Linked DNA regions of Danio rerio: region 2 is linked to region 1. Evidence: chromatin contacts called from public Hi-C data. All regions are on one chromosome and are shown on one strand. The core of a region is the stretch at or near the end of the contact, and the rest is flanking DNA. Distances in the headings are between cores, read along the strand shown.

Evidence for each region. Hi-C and Micro-C count contacts between places; a contact is called where the count stands out from the background.
Region 2: a Hi-C map of an unstated tissue shows a contact between it and region 1, with 3 times the contacts expected there. The contact joins the enhancer-like site here to the promoter of ikbke in region 1. A contact is called at or near these places in 2 of 18 Hi-C or Micro-C datasets (caudal fin and an unstated tissue).

Annotation. Positions count from the first base shown.
Region 1 is chr11:23,495,128-23,502,066 of GRCz12tu, forward strand. It overlaps ikbke (inhibitor of nuclear factor kappa B kinase subunit epsilon), which reads right to left and starts at 4,027. Exons shown (of 22, transcript NM_001002751.2): 1 at 3,878-4,027; 2 at 3,595-3,680. It also overlaps a transcript of srgap2 not described here.
Region 2 is chr11:24,188,325-24,195,263 of GRCz12tu, forward strand. foxp4 (forkhead box P4) reads left to right here. Exons shown (of 18, transcript NM_001199491.1): 16 at 1,075-1,141; 17 at 5,405-5,577. Among named protein-coding and RNA genes, the nearest start is that of mdfi, 25 kb to the right of the region's middle. Within about 2 kb of position 3,192, at least 17 of the 62 cell types and tissues checked have an H3K27ac peak or open chromatin away from gene starts, as enhancers often do.

The sequences.
Region 1 (6,939 bases), core at 2,777-5,276:
GGGAGAAAGAGCGCTCACCGCTGATTCTATCCGTACATAGCGGTCACTGGCATTCCCCGCCCGCCGTGTAAACAAAGGAGCGGGGATGCCGGTGATGTCACCACGCACCCCGCCCCTTTGTTAGACGCTGTGACGGGCGGGAAGAACCAAGGTAAGCTGTTCCCGCCCCTGCCTGCCACTTAGCTACAGCCTGCATCTTACAGGGCTCGACATTGCGACCATTTTGGTCGCATATGCGGCCGAAAATTAATCTATTAGTGCGACTACTGATAATGGTTGTAGTGCGATCTGTTTTGATTTTTTCTAAAAACGTGCTGAATCGCTCTTCCCTGCCGCTATATTGATTCATATTAACTGTCAATCACTCAAGGTATTCCGCTGTCAGATGACAGGGAAGGAGCTTTTATGACCACGGGAAATGCAAACGGCAGAAGAGTAAAAACTTAAAGCACACAGGTTTGCAAACCCCACCTAAAGTTGAGGCGCAGATGAGAGCGATCATGACACGTCACGTGGTGAATAATGATCCGCCAGCTGAGATCAATCGAGTACGCGCTTCATGGAGAAAGCGCCCGAATCTCCATGCGTTGCATTCACTGCGTGTCCAGCGCAAATGTCCGCTAAAAGTCAAATCTAATACTGTACGTGTCATCGCCAAAGAAGCTCGCCTTTACTAAGTTTACACTGAAACTGCAGCTCATAACAAACAGCGGTATTGCGCCGGTGGTCACCCACCGCAAGAATCTTGCGCTGCCTGCTCATAAATTGGGTCGGCTGACTCAAAAAAATGAAGATCATCTCAGACTGAACCTTTAAATTGACACAAACTGAAACCAAATCTTTTAAAGAGTGATAGAAGTGAGACTTTACTTTCTTTCTTTTGTCTATTCTTTTTTGAGGTGTATATTATTTTTATATTTATTTACTGATGACTGCTTTGCAGCTTTCATCATTGAATTGAATGATTTATTATAATCTTCTGTTTGTTTTGTAGCAGAAATATTATTTATTAAATTGACATGCATATAAAAACAGCAGTACAAAATCAATATTTCTTACTGCAATGCTTCAGTTTGGTTTGATGCAAACTATACGATTATTTTTCATAAAGTAACAGACTTTTTATAGCAGATAACCTACATTCATGCACATTCAAGGCAGTATCATAATGAGAAATGTAATTCATTTTTACTATTATTGTCATTTTCATCATCACTAATATTCTATAGCCTAATTATTAGACATTCATTTTGGAATTATTGCACACAAATATCAATGTCTTCGCAGCATTAGGTAGATAGTTGTTTTTGGTTTTTGTCAGTCCTATTGATGTTGTTTTAAAATACAATAAATCCCTTAAAAAGCAATTTGTAGCGGTGCTCAATCATTTTTGGTGGGTGCTCCTAAATTTTTTCTGGTGCTCCTAAATTTATTTTGGTGCTCCTAAATATTTGAAGTTTGGAGCACCGGTGCTACCATGTAAAAAAGTTAATTTCGAGCCCTGTCTTATATATATTATAGGTAAATACAGACTGGTACAGACTGATGTGACTGGAGTGGGGTGGGGGTGTTTTATTTATACATATATACGCCTTTTTTTTAGGTGAGGGAATGGAAGTTTTGAGTGAGTTCCCCCACTTTTTTCCCTAGGACTTGGCCTTTTTGGGAGCACATATTTGTGTGAGAAGTTATTCTTCACCTTGAACTTCAATAAGTCAAAGTACAGGTCTAGACTTAATGATGATCATCTTCAAGCCATACTGAGGGTCTCAACTGCTTCCGCTCTAAAGCCAAATGTGGTTCAGATTTGTGAGAAGAAGCGCTGTCAAGTCTCTGGCAGCAAGGAGTAGGCAAAAGATGCCATGTTCAGAAGAACTGTTCATAATCTTCACTAAATGTTCTATTAATGCTCAGGACACTTCATGTTCAGAAGAAATAATTAAAACTGTTAATAATGACATTTGAGGACTTTTTTTTTGTGAAATCCCTTATGCGGCCCAGCCTCACCCAGACTTTGCCTCCTGCGGCCCCCAGGTAAATTGAGTTTGAGACCCCTGCTGTACACCATCGCTTCCCATGCAACCTGACAGAGAAGAATGGGCAAAAATTCCCAAAGACAGAAGTGCCAAGCTTGCGGCATCCTATTCAAAAAGACTTGTGGTTGGAATTGCTGCCAAAGGTGCATCAACAAAGTTTTGAGCAAAGGCTGTGAAAACTTATTTACATGTGATTTTTCAGGTTTTTTGTTTTTAATAAATTTGCAACAATTTCAAAAAATCTTTTTTCACATTCTTATTATGGGGTGTTGTGTGTAGAATTTTGAGGAAATAATTTAATTGAATCCATTTTGGAATAAGGCTATAACATAAACAATTGTGGGAAAAGTGAAGCGCTATAAATAATGCACTGCACATCACCAATCAGAGAATTATTCTCAACATACTTAAATATTTAGAATATGAATCATTTAGAATAAGCTTGAAATATATTGTATCTTTACATTAAAAATCTACTAATGACTAGTTTTCTGGTTGTCTTTGTTCATGGCTTAAAATGTTTTAACAGACTAAAAAACCTTCGGTAAAAAATACTGCTCAAAAAGTAGCCTAAAAAATTGAGTAGTCTGATGAACACTTACACCTCACACAAACTTTTTCCATACCCCTCACTGCATGCCATCAAGATGTAGATTGTACTGCACTTTAACCAAATCCTTACTCAAAACAATATTGCCTACAATAATTTTCTACAGTCAAACTATGTGTTTGCCTTATTCCAAAATGGATTCAATTAAATTATTTCCTCAAAATTCTACACACAACACCCCATAATAAGAATGTGAAAAAAGATTTTTTGACGGTGTACTTGTTTATCTGTGCCTACGTGTGTGTAATGTGTGTTTTTCTTAGCGCATTCATTGTCATTCCAGGCATCTGTTGTCTTTTATGTATTACTGTCAGCATTGCTAATTGTACATTGTTTTGTTCATTGGAGTATGTTGTATTTATGCACTGTCTGGAGCCAGCATAAGGTTTTCACTCATCATAGTACACGTGCTGCTGATGATGTGACAACAAAAGTGATTTGATTTGATTTAACAGAAGTTTGTGGTAACTGTTTTTAGGCAGACTGATAACCATGTGTAGAATCACAGTATTACTACAAATGCTTTGATTAAACTATGGTAAGGGTCGCATAACCACAGTGTGTTCGGCTACCATGTTGTGTTACTTCTTTATTTAAAGTAAATTCTGCTCAAAAGAGTATTAAATTATCCACATTATAAAGTATTTAAACATTTAAGACACTTTTCATGACGAATCTTAGTCAAATCAAAATTAGTTATTAGCTAAGCTAGCTATTTGACTATCTCTAGTTCAATTTCCCTTCAGATTGAATACATAACTGAGCTCTGGTAATATGTAAATTATGCTGTCAGTGAACTTCTCGTTAGTTTCTGTTTATAATTAGCCAATTGTAACATCAAATAGAGTTTTAAGGTTATTAAATAATATTTAGGTGCTAAAATAAGGCAAACACAATCAAAATAAACATGTCTCTCATCCAATTAAAAAGTGAATTACGTTACGTTACCGTTTTATTCCTGAACTTAACACTTCTCTTAAACACAACAGTCAGAGCAGAAGAGTCGAATAAAGTCCACTTCCTTCCTGTATGACCTAAAAGCAGATTAATCATATTTTGTAAAAAATAAACATGTTTCTTAAATGTAATGTTAACGTACTTATTAGGGAAAACGTGTCAACTTACAATAGCGTTAAGAATTTCCCCTTCGCACCATCATCATCATCATCATCGTCGTCGTCATTATTCTGACTGACCGACAACAGAAAACTACAAAAAACAATCAACTAACCATTTGTGTGTTTGATGGCGACGCATTTTCCTCTTCAATCCAAACTGAGTTATTGTACAAACTTTTTACACCTGCAGTCCTCAGACTGAAGTAAAGAGAGCAGCTTGACGGAAACTCAGCAGCAACTTTCCTTTCATTGCTGTCAGGAACTTCCTTGTTGGGCGTCTGTGTGTGTTTTTGCTCTCACAAGATTACTTAATCTTTAAAATGTTAACAAGGAAAACATAGCAAGGAGAAATATTCTTTTTGTAGGTCATATCTTTAGTTTTAAGGGTAAACTATAAACCATTAGCGCACATTATTAAATATGACAGAATTTTTTTTTAAAGTATATCGCCCTCTGGTGAAAAACATCTAGAATGGAAAGTTTGACCAGGATTTGCATATTGAAGGTATTTACGTACAGTTCTTCCTGGATTTCTGTAGAACAAAAACGAGGGCTGGACTGGAAAAGACCCCACATTTCCCAAGCACTGATAAAGATTACAGATTTAATCTAATGATTAAGATTTTCGACCCATTAAAAATATATGTTTAACCCATAATTGAGTAAGGGGTGGTTCTTTTTTTTCTCAAAAAGTGGACCTTTTTGCAGTTATACGCCTCAGTTTCTAGTTAACTATGAGATTTAAATACTGCATTTTAGTGAATTTTATTTTATTTTTATTTATTTTATTTATTTATTTTTTGCTGGATTAGCTAGTCAAATGTCATCATAACCACACTTTTTGATGTACTAAAATATTTCCTAAAACATTGCAGTTAAAAAAATTAAACAAGACTAAATTTTAAAATATACATTTTTTTCCATCTTATATTATTAGGAAAAAATAGCAATCTGTTAAAGTTTTAAAGTAAAAAAAAAAACAAAACTGTAGCCTACTTTCATTTATTAGACAAAAAAAAAACTGACTGGCCAGCACATTTAACTGTCCTCAGTCACAATTTGGCCATTTAATTTTTTTTTTTAAAAACATAATAATAATAATAATAATAATAATAAAGTTATAATAAATTCTTTAGAGTTTTTCTAGTATCTTTGGTAAAAAAGTACATTTGAAAATTCCTGGATATCAACAACAGCCAAAATATAGTCAAATTAGTTTAATGTGGTCAGCTTCTGGTGCTTCACACCTTTTTATTGCTCATTTTTATTTCGGAAAAAAACTCCAAGATTTAGTATAAAATTAGGCTACCTCTAAGATGTTTTCTATGTTTAAAAACAATACAGTAGTGAAAGAAAACCTCTTATATCAGATTATAGTCCCACCGAAGCAACAGCCGACAGAAGAGTCCGTCTGGTCTAAAAGCCTTTATTGATAGATTATTTTCATTATTTATGATGGCATAGCAGTCAAAATAGGACAAATGTGCTCATGTATGGGACAAATGTTCTGGACCTTCGTCAGTGAGGGGTGGGCCTTCCGAACCCCCCTGGCTACAGGCCTGAAGAGTTAGAACATGTTTTATGCTTATAGTGAACATGTTTTTAATAGAATTGCCCTGTAAAAGTGCACCAGGTGTTTCAGGCGCAGCTCAGATTTTCTCCAGGTCATAATTTTATTTATTTATATTAATTTTTTCTAAAAAAATGATTATACCTGTCCAGTTTCATCTGGAATGCATCAGTGGTTTAAGCGATCGGATATCTGATCAGAATAAAACAAATAAAATTAGCAAACAGCCTCATAAACACAGACGTGACGGGATTAGCGCCTTTTGCTCTATACATATAGCCTGTGTGTGTGTGTGTGTATGTATATATATATATATATATATATATATATATATATATATATATATATATATATATATATATATATATATATATATATATATATTTGTGTGTGTGTGTGTGTGTGTGTGTGTGTGTATATATATATATATATGTATATATTTATATGCCTAATATATAGCCTAAGACATGGGCCGGTATAAGATTCTGACAGTATGACCTTGGATAAAAAAAATATCACGGTATCACAGTATTGTGATCATTGCTCTAAAATAATTTCTTTTTCTAATATCTGAGTAAAAAACAAAAACTTGTTTCCCTTTGAACACAATATATTTTATTTTGAGAAACATTTTTAATATTTTGTAATACATGTCAGGCTAAATAATTCAAATAAATCATCGACTTCTGCTGTCTTCATTTATTTCCAAACATCTTTTTTTTTTTTTTTTTTTTTTTACAATTTAAAACGGCATCTTTGGATATCTTTTTTGCTGGAGATACTGTTGTTCTAAAAAGAAAAGTAAATAAAAAATCGTACACATTCCTTAGAAATGGTATATTGCATAAAATTTTGCCGATTTTAACCGCGTTATGTACTACTCACAAAGAGAAATATTTATTAAAAAAATAAACAAAATATGTTTTTGTTTACGCAGTAGCACGTTCACTTTACAGCAAGAAGGTCGGTGGTTTAAGCCCCGCCCCCAGTTGGTATTTCTATGTGGAGTTTGCATGTTCTCCCTCCAAAGACATGCGGTACAGGTGAATTGAATAAGCTAAACTGGCCATAGTGTATGTGTGTGAAAGCGTGTGTATGGGTGTTCCCCAGTGTTGGGTTGCAGCTGGAAGGGCATCTGATGCGTAAAACATATGCTGGATAAATTGGCAGTTCATTCCGCTGTGCCGACCCCTGATTAATTAAGGGACTAAGCCGAAAAGAAAATGAATGAATAAAAATATATATTATTAGTGAAGTTGCTGGGAGAAGTTGTACAAAAAAAAATAAAATTATACTTTTTAACACCTTTTTATTATATATAAACAAACAAAAAGAAACAATCAAGGACATGTTTAGTCAGTTATGTTTTATTTAGAATGAAAAAAGGCTGGCAATATTGAAAAAAAGATATAATTTTCACATTTCGCAGCTTTTGTTTAATTGAAACAATCAAATACACGTTTAGCAAGCAATTTTTTATTTAAAAATGTTTACTACAAGAACTACACATGGAATTATAGAATGTATATTTGAGTGGAACTACTATTGCTGTAACTGTACAATATTGTACCAAAAAAAGAAGAAATAAGAACCCCCACAAACAAA
Region 2 (6,939 bases), core at 1,942-4,441, 690 kb after region 1:
ATTTTAAAATCATTTTATTTTCTTTAAATGTCAAAATATAGGTCAGATTTGGTTTAATCGCTAAGTCTATTTTTTTTTGTGAAAATGCAGCTCATTTCCTTAATAAAAATGCAAGTACATTCTACATCTTATTCAAAATCATATACCTATATAAACATTTTAAATACATGCTCAAGTTTGATCTAAAGCTAAACATTTTGTTTTCATTCTTTCCACAAGTAATCCCAAAAAATGTACTTTTTCACTAAATAAGCTTAAATTAATAATGTCATATTTAGGGAGCTTTCATCAGGTTTGATAATGAATTCAAACAGTTGGGTTAACACTCTAACCTTGCTTCAATATAGCATGATATAAGTAGCCTTACAGACCGAAACAGCAGACAGTTTGATGTCATACTAGTCAAGCCAACCTGTAAAACCCTGGATTAAAACTTCCCTCTTTAAGTGAACACTATTTATTGAGTGAAAGTCCCCAAAACATGCTTTTATTTCTGTAGCTAAAGCATGAGCTTGTAGGTCTGCTCTGTAAGTGAGGCTATAATCGTTATTGGCATGTATGATTACCCTAATGGGCTTCCCATCATTACCCTATTACTGACTCTCTAGTCAAAAGCACAAAGGTCTCTTTTGTGCCTCCCCTGCTTGTGTTTGGCAGTGCGCGCGTGCATGTGTGTGTGTGTTTGTGCGCCTGTGTGTTTTTCCCTTCTGTGTCTACACTGTTTAGGGTACATTGTGAGCAGATGCACTGCAAAAAAGCTTGCCTGCTTGCATTTGTACAAACAGATGTTACACGCCGTCTCAAGCTCTGCCAGAGAGACGACGGCAAATTACCCAGCCGACGGCCTGCACACCACATTACAGTGTGTGTGCGTGTGTGCAGTATATGCTGTGTCAGAATGCATGTGTTAGTCTCTATTGTTTAACTTTTCTATTTATCTCTTGTAAACAGAATAGTGCCTCAGCATTTTTCACAGGTTAAGGAGGGTTTTTTATCCACAGTTTGGTCTGGTGTGTTATGTTGAAATCCAGCGCATCTAATTCATCATCTTTTTTCTTTTCTTTTTGCTCCCAGAAGCCCCACTCTTGTGAAAAATATGATTTCTGGACTGGGATTTGGCTCACTGAATGCCAGCTATCAGGTGAGACTCTTACTTTTGAAAACTTTTTGTAAAATGTAGAACGTCTAGTTTGAGAGTTAATGATTCCTTCCTTTTCAGTAATTTGATCGAACTGATGTACAATGTAAATCACTGTAAATGATTCATTGATGAACTGGTTGGGATCTGAATGATTTTACTTAATAGTTATTGCAAACATTGGAAAAGATAAATGGAAAGATTTTTTGAGAATGTAATTTTATATTTTTCTCTAAGATATAAATTTGGGCTACTATTTTTTACTATTATTGTAATTTATTTTGTTAGATGAGCTCCAGATTTGGCTTCAGGACCGTATTATCCAATGTATATGCACAAATATAATATTGTATCCTATAGAAAATGTTAATTTAACTGAGAGATCTGTGGGGGTGTACTCATATATGCTGAGCACTGTATATGTATGTATGAACTATTTATTTATTCATGTTCATTTATATTCATTATTAGATTTTTTATTATATCTGTTTATATTTTTTACACTTGGACTTGTATTTATTTACTAATAAATAAATAAAAAAATTTAAAAAATATTATGGAGAACAAAACCTACAAAACATAAACAAATAAATCCACAAATTCCTGCATAAATAAACAATAAATAAATAAATATGCAAATAAATAAATAGATGTATATGTAAATCTACAAATTCCTGTATAAATAAAATAATAAATAAATAAATAAATATATGCATATATAAATATACAAATTCCTGCATAAATAAATATATAAATAATTAAAAGTACATAATAAAAAATGGGGGGTTGGGGGTTATATTTATTTATTTATTTCCATATTTATTTATTTTTTTTATTTATTTTTGCAGGAATTTGTGGATTTAATTATTAATTTATTTATTCATTTGCATGTTTTTGTCCTCTATAAAATATGACATAACATGTAAAATAACATTACAAATGACATTTACCATTAAAAAATAATAAACAACAGAATACAGTGAAATTGAATATATTGGTTATGAACTTTAAACTTTTGGGTAAATTCAAAATAGAAATGTATAGTTTCCTTTTTACCCAATATTCACTTTTTTGCATTCAAAATATTAATTTTAAGTAAAAAATCTGCCTTTTCATATTCTGATTTGTGATTGCGGTATTTTTGGTCTGGTTCATAGTCTGATCTGATTGATTTGTTATTGAGTCGATCCAAAATAAAATAAGTATGAAAAAAAAAATCTACATTTCACCCATTACTTTGGCATCAGCATTTCTAAACTATAATTCATGAAAGCTCTTAAATATTTTGTCTACTAAACATCAGCTAGAACTTGACATCTGAAATGTGAGCCGAACAGTCTTATAAGTTTATTTCAGTCATTTATTCTTGAATCTCCAAATCATTTTACAGCTCCTGGAAAAGAAAAGAAAAAATGTGAGAATCCTGCACAGATCAAGCACACAAGGGCACTGATAACAATTTCTTCCTCTAATTAGCTGCTTCTCCCAAACCTCCTCCGTTCTCCTCCCTCCATCGCACACGCAGCCATATGTGATTTATAGCGTCAAATATTTGTCAATGAAGGTCACAGCATAAAATTAGTGTCTGTCCTAGAAAATCTCCTGAATCCACCGGTGTCACCGCAACTCTCGTTCGGAGCGTTCGCAGCCCTGCTCTGAGTTTGTGCGTTTGTGTTTTCTCTGTGTGTGTGTGTGTTTTTTTTCCCTGTGTGACGAGACAGAGATGGATATGGGAGGTTAGCCTTTGTTAGCTTGCGTCCTGGTCTGGGTGTGTGTGTGTGGGTTTGTGTATGTGTGTGAGTGTGTGTGTGGCGCTCTGTCAGGTCTGTGCCCATCCATCTCCTCTCAGGACAAGCAGTGTCAGCGGCTGACAAACAAACAGCCCAGCTAATCACAGGCCAACACACATACACGCACACACACACACACACACACACACACACACACACACACACACACACACACACAGACACACACACACACACACACAGTTTCTCCGGCCTGGCCCAGTTTGTCCCACTCTGACCCTGCAGGCCATCTCTATGGAAATGGAACTGCTCATCCTGAAAAGGCCACACATAAACTAGCCTTTAACAAAAGAGCAGACACACAGTGTGCACAACAACAGCCTGACGAAGTGTGAGAGAATGATGTCTATCTGCTGAGTTTGTGTGTGTTTTAGATGGCAGTGTTAATCATACTTTTAGGGTAAATGTAACTAATTTTTATTAAATATTTGTTAATATTTACTTCCCCATTTGTTTAATAGCATTAAGAATTAAAAAAGTATGCATTACAAGTTTATAAAAATGTTGTTTTAATATGCAAATTATGGATTGGAATTAAATATGTACTTATTTAAAATCTGAATATTAGATCAGTCTGGTTCTTTATTATTTTTTTATGCATTAGAGTCAAAGGATTTTACAGAGTGTATAGTGGGATATTTTATCACTCCATAATTCAGAAAGAACTATGAACAGCTGGAAACAAAATTTAGAATAATAAATAAAATATACTTTTAGTCACTTTATGTATGGACAAATCTGTGTGTAAAATGCTTTAGAATACAGATATGAGCAAAACAAATTCACCTGCGCTGTTCATCTGAATTTAGTTAGTTAAGTTTTAGTTTATTTTAGTTTAAAACAAAAAATAGGCCTCATTTAGTTGACAACAGTTAAACTGTGCGTGAGCCTGATCATCTTTCTTGCCACCACTTGCTCTCTCTACAGAATCACTATGAATTTGCCTTTAACAATCTATTCTTGTCCTGTCTTTCTTTCTGTCAGCTCTCTCTCTCTCTCTCTCTCTCTCTCTCTCTCTCTCTCTCTCTCTCTCTCTCTCACTCTCTCTCTCCCTCTCTCTCTCTCTCTCTCTCTCACTATAATGAACTACATTTCATTAAGATGTCTAAATTAAGATATCCGAATGTATCATTTCCTTGAATAGATTTGTTATATTTTACTTGTACCCTTTTATTAATATAAATACAAAATATATATTGTGTTTTCTTAAATTTGTATCATCGTCATATGATTTGCATTGGGTAAAATAAACTAAATTAAAAATAAATATTTTATGAATTAAATATTACATATTTTTACTTTGTTTTAATTTAATATTTACTAAATAAAGAGTTCAAAGAATCAAATGGGTATTACCAAAAAAAATAATATGCTAAAACACTTATCATAACATATATACACACATTCAGTGGGTTAAAGATGTAGAGCACCAGAGTGTGTGTGCGCGTGTGGGGTTGTATATGTGTGAATGTGGTATCAGTGATCGTTCTGCACTGTTATATGGAAGTAAGGAGACCCCTAGTGGTGAAACAATCTAACCTGCTGCAACACTGCTGCCATTTTTTAACAACTTTAAAGACATTTAATAATGAAAATAAAAATAAAAAACAATTAAACTTAGAGTAATTTTCCTCAGTTTTTTAAAGGAAACTGTATTCACTTATCTTGACCCTTCACAGTGTTAAAAAAGAGATGCTTCATCCAAAATGTTATCACCATTTACTCAAACTCAAGTTGTAGCAAAACTTTGTGAGTTTTTTATCTTGTATAGAATAAAATGTAATCATTCAACCAATAATTAAACTTGTTAAAATAAGTGGTTTCTATTGTAAAAAAAAAAATTAAAATGTAATTAGTGCTTTTCTGAAGGAACTATCAAAAGAATTTTCGTCTTCTATCAATATTAGTTTCAGTGTATATTTTAGAATTTATTTTAATGTGTTAAATTGGTGTTTAGTCAACTTTTTAATGATCATTAATGTTAAAACTGGTTGTGCTGTCTTTGTTTTGATATTTCTCTAAAGATTGTTGCAGGTTATTATGTTTTAATTAAAGAGATATAATTAATTCCGACAATTGTAGCAATTTTGTCTTCTGATCTTCTTTCTGCTGAGCAATTAAAGTATATTTAAGTTGATTATTTTTGTAATAATAGAAATGTTCATATTCGGTACACTTAAATTGTTATTTGTTTTTAATATAGCAAACCTTTTTAAGTTACTTTATTTATCTTTATTTAATTTTTTCCCATTCTATTACATTCTAAAGAATATTGAAAACCATTGACTTCCAGCGGTTGATAATAAAATCAGTAGTTACTAGTTTCCATCATTCTTCAGAATATAATAGAATGGGAAAAAATTAAGGCAGATTTTAAAAAAGGACTGATGAGTAAATGTTCATTTTGGTTGACCTCTCCTCTTAACTTTTCTTAATGGTGTAATGTTGTGTTGTGCAGGCTGCGCTGGCGGAGAGCAGTCTTGGTCTTCTGAACAGCCCCACGCTGATGAACAACAGCACAGGTGCGAGTCTCAACATGCTGCACATTGGCCATGATGATGTCAGCAGCACCGTTGAACAAGTCAACAGTAACGGCAGCTGCAGCCCCGGCCTTTCTCCACATCAGTACGGGTGAGACTACTCAACTGATCTCTTGTACAGTTATGATAAAGCACGTGTGACACTGATGCTTTACCACAATCTCTGATTCTGATGAAAGTAACACTTCATTCAGAAGTTTGCTGTTTGGCTCATGAAACATTTTTATTATAATCAAAGTTGAAAACAGTTGTGCTCTCCTAATATACTATACACACACACACACACACACACACACACACACACACACACACAGACACATACAGTTGAAGTCAGAATTATAAGCCCCTCTTAGAATTTTTTTTTCTTTTTAAAATATTTTGCAAATGATGTTTACCAGAGCAAGGAAATTTTCACATTATGTCTGATAATTTTTTTTATCCTGGAGAAAGTCTTATTTGTTTTATTTCAACTAGAATAAAATCAGTTTTATTTTTATTATGGACCACTTTAAGGTCAAAATTATTAGCAATTTTTTTTTCCAACTGTCTACAGAACAAAGCATCATTATACAATAACTTGTCTAATTACCCTAACCTGCCTAGTTAACCTAATTCACCCAATTAAGCCTTTAAATCTCACTTTAAGCTGTATAGAAGTGTCTTGAAAAATATCTAGTCAAATATTATTTACTGTCATCATGGCAAAGATAAAATAAATCAGTTATTAGAAATGAGTTATTAAAACTATTATTTTTAGAAATGTGTTGGAAAAATCTGCTCTCTGTTAAACAGAAACTGGGGAAAAAATAAACAGGGGGGCGAATAATTCAGGGGGGCTAAAAATTCTGACTTCAACTGTATGTATTACTTTATATAGTTGATGGTAAAATTATTAACCCTGTTTGAGCTGGAAATCACTCTTTTCTATCATTGATATCTCTGTCATTGTTAAATAAAATGTTTAAAGAGCACTATTGGGTAAGTTACTTATAGGTTACTAATATATAGGTTACTGATTTTCTACTGGAAAACTGTAATCTGATTACATTAGTAATTACTTCATGTAAAAAGTAATCCGATTACTAATTACTTTACTTTGAAGTTACTTTTAAAACACATAAAATATACCTATAATAACACAAAATAACCTGCAGCTCTTGGTTCATTTAATAGTCATTTAAGGATAGTCACTAGGAAACATTACAATGGGTTGATCCCAGCAGCTTTACATATTCAAAAGACTTAAAGAACCCAAAACTTAAAATTCTCTCATCATTTACTTGTTGCAAACCTGTGGTCTCACCTGCTTTTTGAACACAAAATAAGACTTGAAGAAAACTGTACACCTGTAAACATTAACATCCATTATATGAAAAAGCACTGCAGTGTTTGTGTGTTCTGTGTTTGTCTGAGGTAATTAGTCTACCCAAATGTGTATATTCCATACAAAGTA